Regions from separate parts of the Gossypium hirsutum genome. Here region 1 is linked to region 2. Evidence: chromatin contacts called from public Hi-C data. All regions are on one chromosome and are shown on one strand. Each heading gives the region's core, a stretch centred on a gene start, on an enhancer-like site or on the middle of the called end of the contact. The rest is flanking DNA. Distances are from core to core; before and after follow the strand shown.

Region 1 (4,845 bases), core at 490-2,989, 280 kb before region 2:
TTCTTTTCTTCCTTCAGCTAAGTGATTTGTTGATCCACCTTGTGGAAATGGCCTTTCAGGTATTTGATTGTACATTTTCTTTTCAGTTAAATCTATAACAGCATGATTTTCTTGGAATACAGATGACTTAAAAGGCAACTTAGAGCAAGGAGCTTTTCCTTTATCCATGTGCTCTGTAATGGAATTCCTGCTTCTCTCCACTGCAGTTTTCCCAAATAAAGGAGCATTTGCTTGAGAATTCTCTAGGGGGGATAAGATAATGGTGTTTTTCCTATGTTCAATTTCATCAACACTACCTGAAAGTTTTCGTGGGTGTATATAATGTTTTCGGTTGTGTCCTTTTTCAACAACCAACCTACCTCTTCTCCTTAGCGTATCCAAAGATTCTTTGCCTGCAGTATTAGAACCTCTCAAATGACTAAGCACTGAAATTTTACTTTCTTGTTCAACATAATCCCATCTGTTCATTTGCTGTACAGATAGCTTATCGACAGTGTTGGGCATGTCCAATACTGAATCAATGTCCACTTCCTCCATTTGCTGCATCTACTGAAACACACAAGGTCAGGTCCTGACTTCATATGAAGCTTTAATCACAAAAATATCAATTTGCTTATAAAAATTCTCCAGCCCAAGGCAGTTTACAACATTATAGTCCAAACTAAAATGTCATTACAGAAAAAGTCACCTTTTCATGATATAATTTATAAGTAATGTAACCAACCTGAGAAACAAATTAACACATTACATTCCTACATTGCTCTTTAGACTTCTTTAAAATGTTATATAGTCCAAAGGATTATAAAAAGGGATAGAGATACGAAAAGCAAGACTAAATGCTTGCCATAGAATTTACTTACAGAAGCAAAACTCGCTCAATTTTATAACTTCAAATAACATAAACTGAGTCCTATTTAGCATAATTTTGAACAACTAAACATTCACATACCAAACAAGGATGGAACCAAAAAGCAATGCCATGAATATGAAAGAGAAAGAAAAGAAGCCAACAAACATATAAAACTTGTTAGGAAGAGATTCGTTACCAGACCAGTCACTGCTTTGGCGCAACGAAATTAACAAAATTATTATAACTATGCTTCATATAATTAATCCTAGCCAACAAAGTTTTCTCAATTACTGTATCCAGGCGATATAAAAAGTAGTGGCTTGATTATAAACAAAAAATAAACACTAAATAAAATGCAAATGTTGGATAAATCTCCACCAAATTCTAATTCTTAGAACAATAAATATTAATTCCTGTGCACTGCCAGAAATTACAAAAGCATACATACGCAAATAAAATAATTATACAAAAATCTTAGAAGCGCACACACACACACACACACACATTACAGCATCGAGACTGAATTTTTCAAAATTTCACATATTAAATAAATAAAATAAAATAGTACATCAGAAAAGGATAAATTTTAAATAAATAAATAAACAGAGAGGATTTTGGCATTCAAAATTAAAATATATATTAAAAATCATTACCAGATAATGTTTTTCAAAATTTGGTGATAAAATGGAACCGAGAAAAGCGACACGAATTCCAGAAGAAGTTGAATCCTTCAAAACTCTAAGAAGGCAATGTCATTGCCATCAACTCTTCTGGGACTGGGAGTCGCTTCGCTTCATCTTTTCCTTCACAATTTGCTTTTGTTTTTGTGCCTTTCAAATTTTTAGGGTCGGCAATTTGGATATCAGGTCGAGTCGGATCTAGTTTTTTTTCAGCGTTATAAAAAAAAACCTTCAATTATTGGATTTGTTAAAGATAATGGGCCTACTTTATGTATTAGAATAGGCCCACCTCAAAGACCATGATTTCAGCTCTAATACATTCAAAATCTTCTACTATGCCTAATTTATAGATTTAGTCTTTATACTTTAATTTGATCAATTTTAGTCCATGTGTTTTTTGAATTTTAGAATTTCAATTTTAATCCTATTAGTAATAGTTCAATTTGTTTAGTCAAAACTTTCTATTAGTCACTATACTTTGCGTAAGTAGGAGATTTAGTCTTTGTTATTCAATTTGATCATTTTTAGTGTTTATACATTTCAAAATTTAAAATTCAATGAAATTTAAAATTCAATCCTGACTCAAATAGTAGTCATTAAATTCATTAACTAAAATGTTGTTACTTTTTTTGTGAGTATTATGTGAAAATAACAAGCTCACATGGCATTTCACATGTGATAATATATTTACTGCATAAGATTTTGAAAATAACATAATTTAACTTAACGAATTTAATGGATAGCATTTGAGTAAAAAATAAAATTTCAAAATTTATAAAAAGAAAAAATAGGTAACTGAAAATGACCAAATCTAAATATAAGAACTAAATCTATAACTTACACTAAATATATAAAAGAAAATTTGAGCATTGTAATCTATAATACCTATAAATATCATTTTTTTATTTATTATGATAAAATATTTAAGTTTTTTTTATAAGAAATAGGAGATAAAGGTGGTCCAAATCTAACTTCGAATTAATGTGAGCTAAAAATTTGAATGCACACATACTATTTGACATATATCACATTTAATTTTGTTTCAAGCTGAGTTTGGATGGACGGTGCGTTTACCTGTGATTAGTGTAAAAACAGCGATTGCGGTGAGATTAGATATTGTAGCGATACTGTAGTGAGACTAAAAGTAAGCAAAACACATCGCATCTCGTCTCCCATCCAAACCCACCCTCAATCAATGTAATTCTTTTTTTTTGAACAAATTAGAAGTAGATTTCATTTCATTAGAAGAGACACAAAAGATCCTAGAAACACAGGATAGCAAACCTTTAAGAGAACATGGACAATACACCAATAGAAAATCTTAGATAACAAACAAGCCTTATTAACCCTTCTAAACAGCCAAAAAAATTAGAGGGATCGTTACATTGCAAAACAAGGTTTCAACAATTTACTCAAAGAAATTGAGTAAATACGTATGATCGCTTCTACTTGAAGGTCCTCCATTTCAGCTGGTTAATAAGAACTTGAAATCTAAAGGCATAATTATAAAAAAAAAAAAACCCTCAATGTTTGGGGGCTTTTGGTTTTGTGCATTTGACCTTTTTTTTATTGACACCTTCAACATTATAATTTTTTCAAAAATCAACCCAATTCTAACAGTAAACATGAGTTGACCGTCAGTCAAGCGTTGATCAACGAAGTAAGCCTATGTGACGTCATAAATGGCATCATTTTTTTTTCATTTTGTTTCCATCTTCTTTATTCTTCTCCCTTCTTCTCTTTCCTTGTAGCTGTTGTTAGAGTAAAAAAAAATTGTAGTTCCCTTTCAATTTTGAACTCCACCATTTAACACCTCACTTTTCTAAAAGCTTCACTCACACCATCACCACCATCATCCCCACCTACCCAAACCTCCACTCAATCCTGAAACCTTAGATATTTCTTTTACAGGTAACTTTAATCATTCATCCATTATTTTAATTGAATTTCTTATTCAATTTATCTCCTTTCTTTTTTTTCCTTCTGAGAAACCTAACGCTATTGGAGGAATCAGCTATGGCAGTAAGATGAATATCAATTTCTGCACTTCATGCTCTTGCAGGTTCTATTTGATTTTTTTCTTTTGATGTTTTCCTTTTCTTTGGATATTATAGTTGATATTTTTCCTCAAGTGATAATTGAACATGTAATTGATGAAAATTTACAGGGGAACTATTTTGACAATAGAGATGTTAGAAGCCCAATTTCTTGGAATTGATGTAATGCTTGATAACTATCCACCACATTGCCGAAACATTAGCTTTCGAAAGTGGTTCCAGTTTTCCAATTTGGAGTTGTAGGGATTATGATGGCAAGTGAATAGATTTTTCCTATGATTAGGATTATGACACCACCGCTGTGGTATTATTCCTCGCGTGCAAACAGTTTCGGGTCCATTACATCTGCTTGGCTTTTTGGGAATGTAATGCAGTCTTTTCTGCAAAGCTTCGGTGTTTTCGAGGTTTATTGCAATGATGAATTGGTTAGTGACCCTTCTGCTATGTATGTGTGTGTGCATCTTGAGCATTTGAGAACCAAAACTCAATTTTTTTTATTTTTTATTAATCGATGGAGTTGTTTTAGCTGCTTAGCAAACCTTTGATTCGATTCTGATATTAGTATGAGCTCTGTCCTGATCTAAATGTTTTGTTTGAATGCCTTATAATATAAATACCAAAGTGGTGTTGAATCTCAGTGTAAGTGAAGCTTTTGGAAAAGTAAGGTGTTAAATGGTGGAGTTGAAACTAAAAGAGAATTGCAATTTTTTTATTGTAACCGTAGGGAAAAAGAGAAAATGAGAAGAAGAAAGAAGATGGAAAAATATGAAAAAAGGATGATGTCATCTATGACGTCACATAGGCTTACTTCGTTGACCAGCACTTGACTGACAGACAACTCACATTTATTGTTAAAATTGGGCTGATTTCTGAAATCATAATGTTGAAGGTGTCAATAAAAATGAGAGGTTAAGGGCACAAAACCAAAAGCCCCCAAACGTTGATGGGGTTTTTTTTTTTACAATTATGCCAAATCTAAAATCAATGTTTAAAAATGAAAGCTCATACAATCAAGAGAAAAATCGGGTTAAACTCGATAGACAAGGAAATCCTAGAAAAGATGAATTACAACACCATGGGAAAAGTTTCATTGAACAACCACACTCCTAATTGCTAGATAGGTTTTGGGAAGCAGGAGCGTAGCTAGGGGTATGGTAGGGGCTCGACCCCCTTTAAAATGAAAATTTTTTATTTAGGCCCTTTAAATTTTTAAAATTTTAAATTAGTAAAGGTAAATTGCACTTTGGCCCCCTAAAAA
Region 2 (4,670 bases), core at 1,384-3,883:
ACCAATTTAAACATGCGTTATAGCTTCTTGGCCGAACAACCCCTTCTTCCCTTTCCTTATGGTTTCGAAAAGAAGAAAAAAAAACTATTGCTTAATTTTCTTCTCCCCACTAACTATATCTCTCATCTATTTTTATTAATAAAATATAACCTTTCATATTAATTTTTAACTTAACTAATATTCTAACATAACACAGATGTAAAATACTAATAAAATAGATTAAAACCGTCCACCATCATACACTAATATAATTAATGGCTTATTTACTTAATAAGTCCCTTGATATTGATCCACCTTATAATTTAATTTAAATTCTTATTTTTATCACTTATTGGATTTAATTCCCCTACTTTAATCAAACACTTAATACTTAGAATTATCTAACTATCACACAATTCCCTCCTAAGGCAAATTCTAAAAAAGTATTTAATGAAATTAATTATAAACTCAATTCACAGAAACGGGATCCCTGAAGTACGTTACCCTACACTTCTGACTTTTAGATAGTTACAATATATGTAACAAAAACAAAACAAAGAAGGAACAACAAAAGAAAAATGTAAAAGAAATAGAAATAGAAACAAGGAGCAAAACGTGGGAATTAGGGAGAATAGAATAGAAAGAGAAATAAAATAATAATAAATAAAATAAAATAAAAACAAAAGGCAAAAGGCAAAAGTGGGGGGTGTGGTAGAGTAACGTGAGAAGGTGAAAGATACTTTTGGAAACCAATTTTTTTTCAAAATTTAAAGATAAAATATAATATAATAAAACAAAATTCTAATTTATCATATTTTTCCTTAAAATATAAATTTAACTAATTTTTTGACAAAATAACGGCACAGTAAATAGGAGCAAAAATATTTTCATTTCACGCGCACAAGGATTTGAATACAATACCAAAAAATAAGTTGAAGTACTACCACAAAACTAACAAACTCATTCTTATTAACAATTGAGCAAAAATTAAATATAAATAAGATATGCTGTGATAGAAATAAGAACAAAAATAGAAAAATAAATAAATAAAAAAACAATTTGAACACAAGACCTCAAACATATATCCAAAGCACTTATCCACTAAAACAAATCAATTTACTTGATAACACTTCCACAATCATAACTAAAAATCACGACGTGACCAGTCTTGGTTTCACTAACTCAATTTCTTCTAACCCGGTTTTCAGGTTATGACAAGAATTTTCATATATTATAATATTAATTATGTTACTTTCAAAAAAATAAAATTAATTTATAACATTCATATTATATAAGGGTTTAGTATTTGGTACACTAACAATGTAATTTTTTTTATTCTACTAGTAGTTTTAAAAAATTGTCATGTCTCTTTTTTTAAAATATTTATTTTTTAAAATATATTTTACTATACCCCTATAGGACACTTGTCAATCTCTTAACCCTACTTATGGAATCTAAAAACTCCACTGACAATATATCAAATATTATTTCATTATATAATCATAAATATTACATATTAGATGTACTTTTAGTTATGTTATATAAAATATCTTTATTTTAACAAAATATATATAATATTTGAATCCAAGCTTAATTCATATTTTAAATAATTTTTATTTTACCTAAAACCTAGGGAGCATAATTTTATTTTCAAACCATCTCAATTTTAGACCATTTTTTAAGTTGGTTTGACCATCTAAATTATATTAAAATATTAAAAATATATAATAAAAATATATTTAATAGTTAGAAGAATTAGTTGAAATGTACGGACAGATGTGAGGGAACGTGGTGCAGTCCTTATATATGGTAGAAATGAGGTTTTAAATGATGAAGCGGTAAGTGAAATCTGTAATTGTTAATGAGTAGGTTTATTTGTTGAAATTCGAATGTTGGTTTAAATTTGTGTGAGGGTTTAAAATATTAGGTTTAAAAAATTAACTTAGAAAAAGACTTAGACCTGAATATTTAAGGTCTGAATTTAATTTAGTTTGACCCGTTTTTAAGTTAGTAATATTTTATGTTATGTTATTTTAATATATTATGTAATTTATAATACATAAAAATTAAATTTATAGTAGTATTATATAAACATTATAAATTATTAAGGTGACTATATATAAAATAATTAAATATTTAATTAAAATTAATATAAATATTTATTTAAATTTTTTTAAAAATAATATAAGTAAACCTAAAATGGGTTCCATTAACCATTTACAAATATGAATGAATTGGATAAAATTTTAAACTCATAATTTAAATTAGATCAAGTTTGAATAAACATAAAATATATATATTAATAACATGTACTCAACTCGCACTCAACTCTGCCCATAAACATTTGTAGTGAAAACCAACAGAAATGTGGAGGATAGGATGGAGAGGTAGAAGAGTGGAGGCTAGAATTAGATGGATGCACCAAAGTCACGTGCCACCCAGTCTTAACAACTAGCCAGGTGGACTTGGCTCTGCTCAACCACGTGACTCTCAACTACCCCCTCCCAAGCTCCTATATCTTATTTATAGGCCCAAACTCTGGACTGTCAACAACACCTTCTGTTCCTTTTTACCATTCATAGCATAGCAGCTTAGTCCAACAGTCCAACTCCACACCCACCACCATTGGCTGTTTCTGATCATCCGAAAAAGAATGGTGACCGTGGAAGAAGTTCGTAAGGCTCAACGTGCCCAAGGCCCTGCCACCGTGTTGGCCATCGGCACATCAACCCCGCCTAATTGTGTTGATCAGAGCACATACCCTGACTACTATTTCCGTATCACAAATAGTGAGCACAAGACCGAGTTGAAAGAGAAGTTCAAGCGCATGTGTAAGTTTTTTACTTTGATCTAAAAGCTAAATTACCTTATATACAAACTTAAGGTGATTTTGTGTTTCATACATAATTCGGCCATGAAAATAAAAGAGGGGAAAGATAGATGTGCATGGTTCATATCATTTTCATGCAAATACTTTAATGGAAAAGAAGTTAGCTACGTATATAGTATGACTTGAAAATAGATTAAAGTTCTTTTCTGGTTCCAAGAAAACTAGATTGAAGTTTGTTAGGTTCATTTCTTGTAAAGCACATTTATTTAAATCATATAATTCCACAGACTTAATTTGTCTCAAACCTTAGTTTCACGTTTTCTACCAACAGAAGTTTGAAATTTATACTAGTGAATTAATAAGTTTTTTTTTCCAAATATTAGTAAGTTGTTAGATGTTCTAGTTTATACTTTTTTTAATTTTTTTACAATACTATATATTTATCCTCATATTTAAATATTGGAAAGGATTATGGATAGTTCCAAGTATTATACTAAAGAATATAAATATTAATTGTTTGGACCAATAATAAATGTTAATTTGAAATTATTTTGTCTTTCATATTTTATATTATAGTATTTTTATGAAATTTTAATTTATAACTCTATAATTTTTAAAAAATAATTTTATCATTTCAATTATAATTTTTAAAATTTTTTTATAAATATACTTTTAAATAAATTTTTTATTCAAATTATAAATCTGCATAGTCTAATATTTATAATATTTTTTAAAATAAATATATTTGTCAGACAAACTATTAAATAAACTATTAGAAGAGAATCTTATAAAGGTCTTAAGACTCCATTATTTCCGCCCATGACCCACCTAAAAGTTTCCGACGATTGAAGCTTTTATGAGACAGAGAATTTGAAGGGGGGACCTAAACTGATATTTTCCATATCTAGTGAAGTTGGATAAAAAATCAGTTAAAACACTCTTATATGCTAAGTTGGGAGAATTAAAAGTAAGTTTATTGTGTTTGATTATTTAGGTGAAAAATCGATGATCAAGAAGCGATACATGTACCTTACAGAAGAGATTTTGAAAGAGAATCCCAATGTATGTGAATACATGGCTCCTTCACTGGATGCTAGGCAAGATATGGTGGTAGTTGAGGTGCCAAAGCTAGGCAAAGAAGCAGCCACCAAGGCCATTAAGGAGTGGGGCCAGCCCAAGTCCAAGATCACCCACCTTGTCTTTTGCACCACTAGTGGTGTGGACATGCCTGGGGCTGACTACCAGCTCACCAAGCTTTTGGGCCTCCGCCCCTCCGTTAAGCGCCTCATGATGTACCAACAAGGTTGCTTCGCAGGGGGGACGGTGCTCCGAGTGGCTAAGGACTTAGCTGAGAACAACAAAGGTGCTCGTGTACTTGTTGTGTGCTCGGAGATTACTGCTGTTACCTTCCGTGGACCTAGTGACACTCACCTAGACAGTCTAGTGGGCCAAGCATTGTTTGGTGATGGTGCCGCAGCTGTTATAATCGGGGCAGACCCCATGCCCGAAATCGAGAAGCCCATGTTTGAAATAGTCTCAGTAGCCCAAACGATCTTGCCAGATAGTGATGGTGCAATTGATGGTCACCTTCGTGAAGTTGGGCTTACATTTCACCTTCTTAAGGATGTTCCGGGGCTTATTTCGAAGAATATAGAGAAGAGCCTGGTAGAAGCATTTCAACCATTGGGCATATCCGATTGGAACTCCCTTTTTTGGATTGCTCATCCAGGTGGTCCAGCAATATTGGACCAGGTAGAAGCCAAGTTAGCACTGAAGCCAGAGAAGCTACGAGCCACAAGGCACGTTCTTTCAGAGTATGGTAACATGTCAAGTGCTTGTGTTTTATTCATTTTGGATGAGA

What was found. A called contact is a pair of places that touch in the nucleus more often than the background predicts.
Region 1: a contact with region 2 is called in a Hi-C map of leaf, with 3 times the contacts expected there. The contact joins the promoter of LOC107915058 here to the promoter of LOC107914895 in region 2. A contact is called at or near these places in 2 of 34 Hi-C or Micro-C datasets (leaf and seedling).

Annotation. Positions count from the first base shown.
Region 1 is chrD10:31,097,970-31,102,814 of Gossypium_hirsutum_v2.1, reverse strand. It overlaps LOC107915058, which reads right to left and starts at 1,739. Exons shown (of 10, transcript XM_041102334.1): 1 at 1,504-1,739; 2 at 1-549. The coding sequence starts at 546.
Region 2 is chrD10:30,817,150-30,821,819 of Gossypium_hirsutum_v2.1, reverse strand. It overlaps LOC107914895 (chalcone synthase 1-like), which reads left to right and starts at 2,633. Exons shown (of 2, transcript NM_001327119.1): 1 at 2,633-2,810; 2 at 3,804-4,670. The coding sequence starts at 2,633.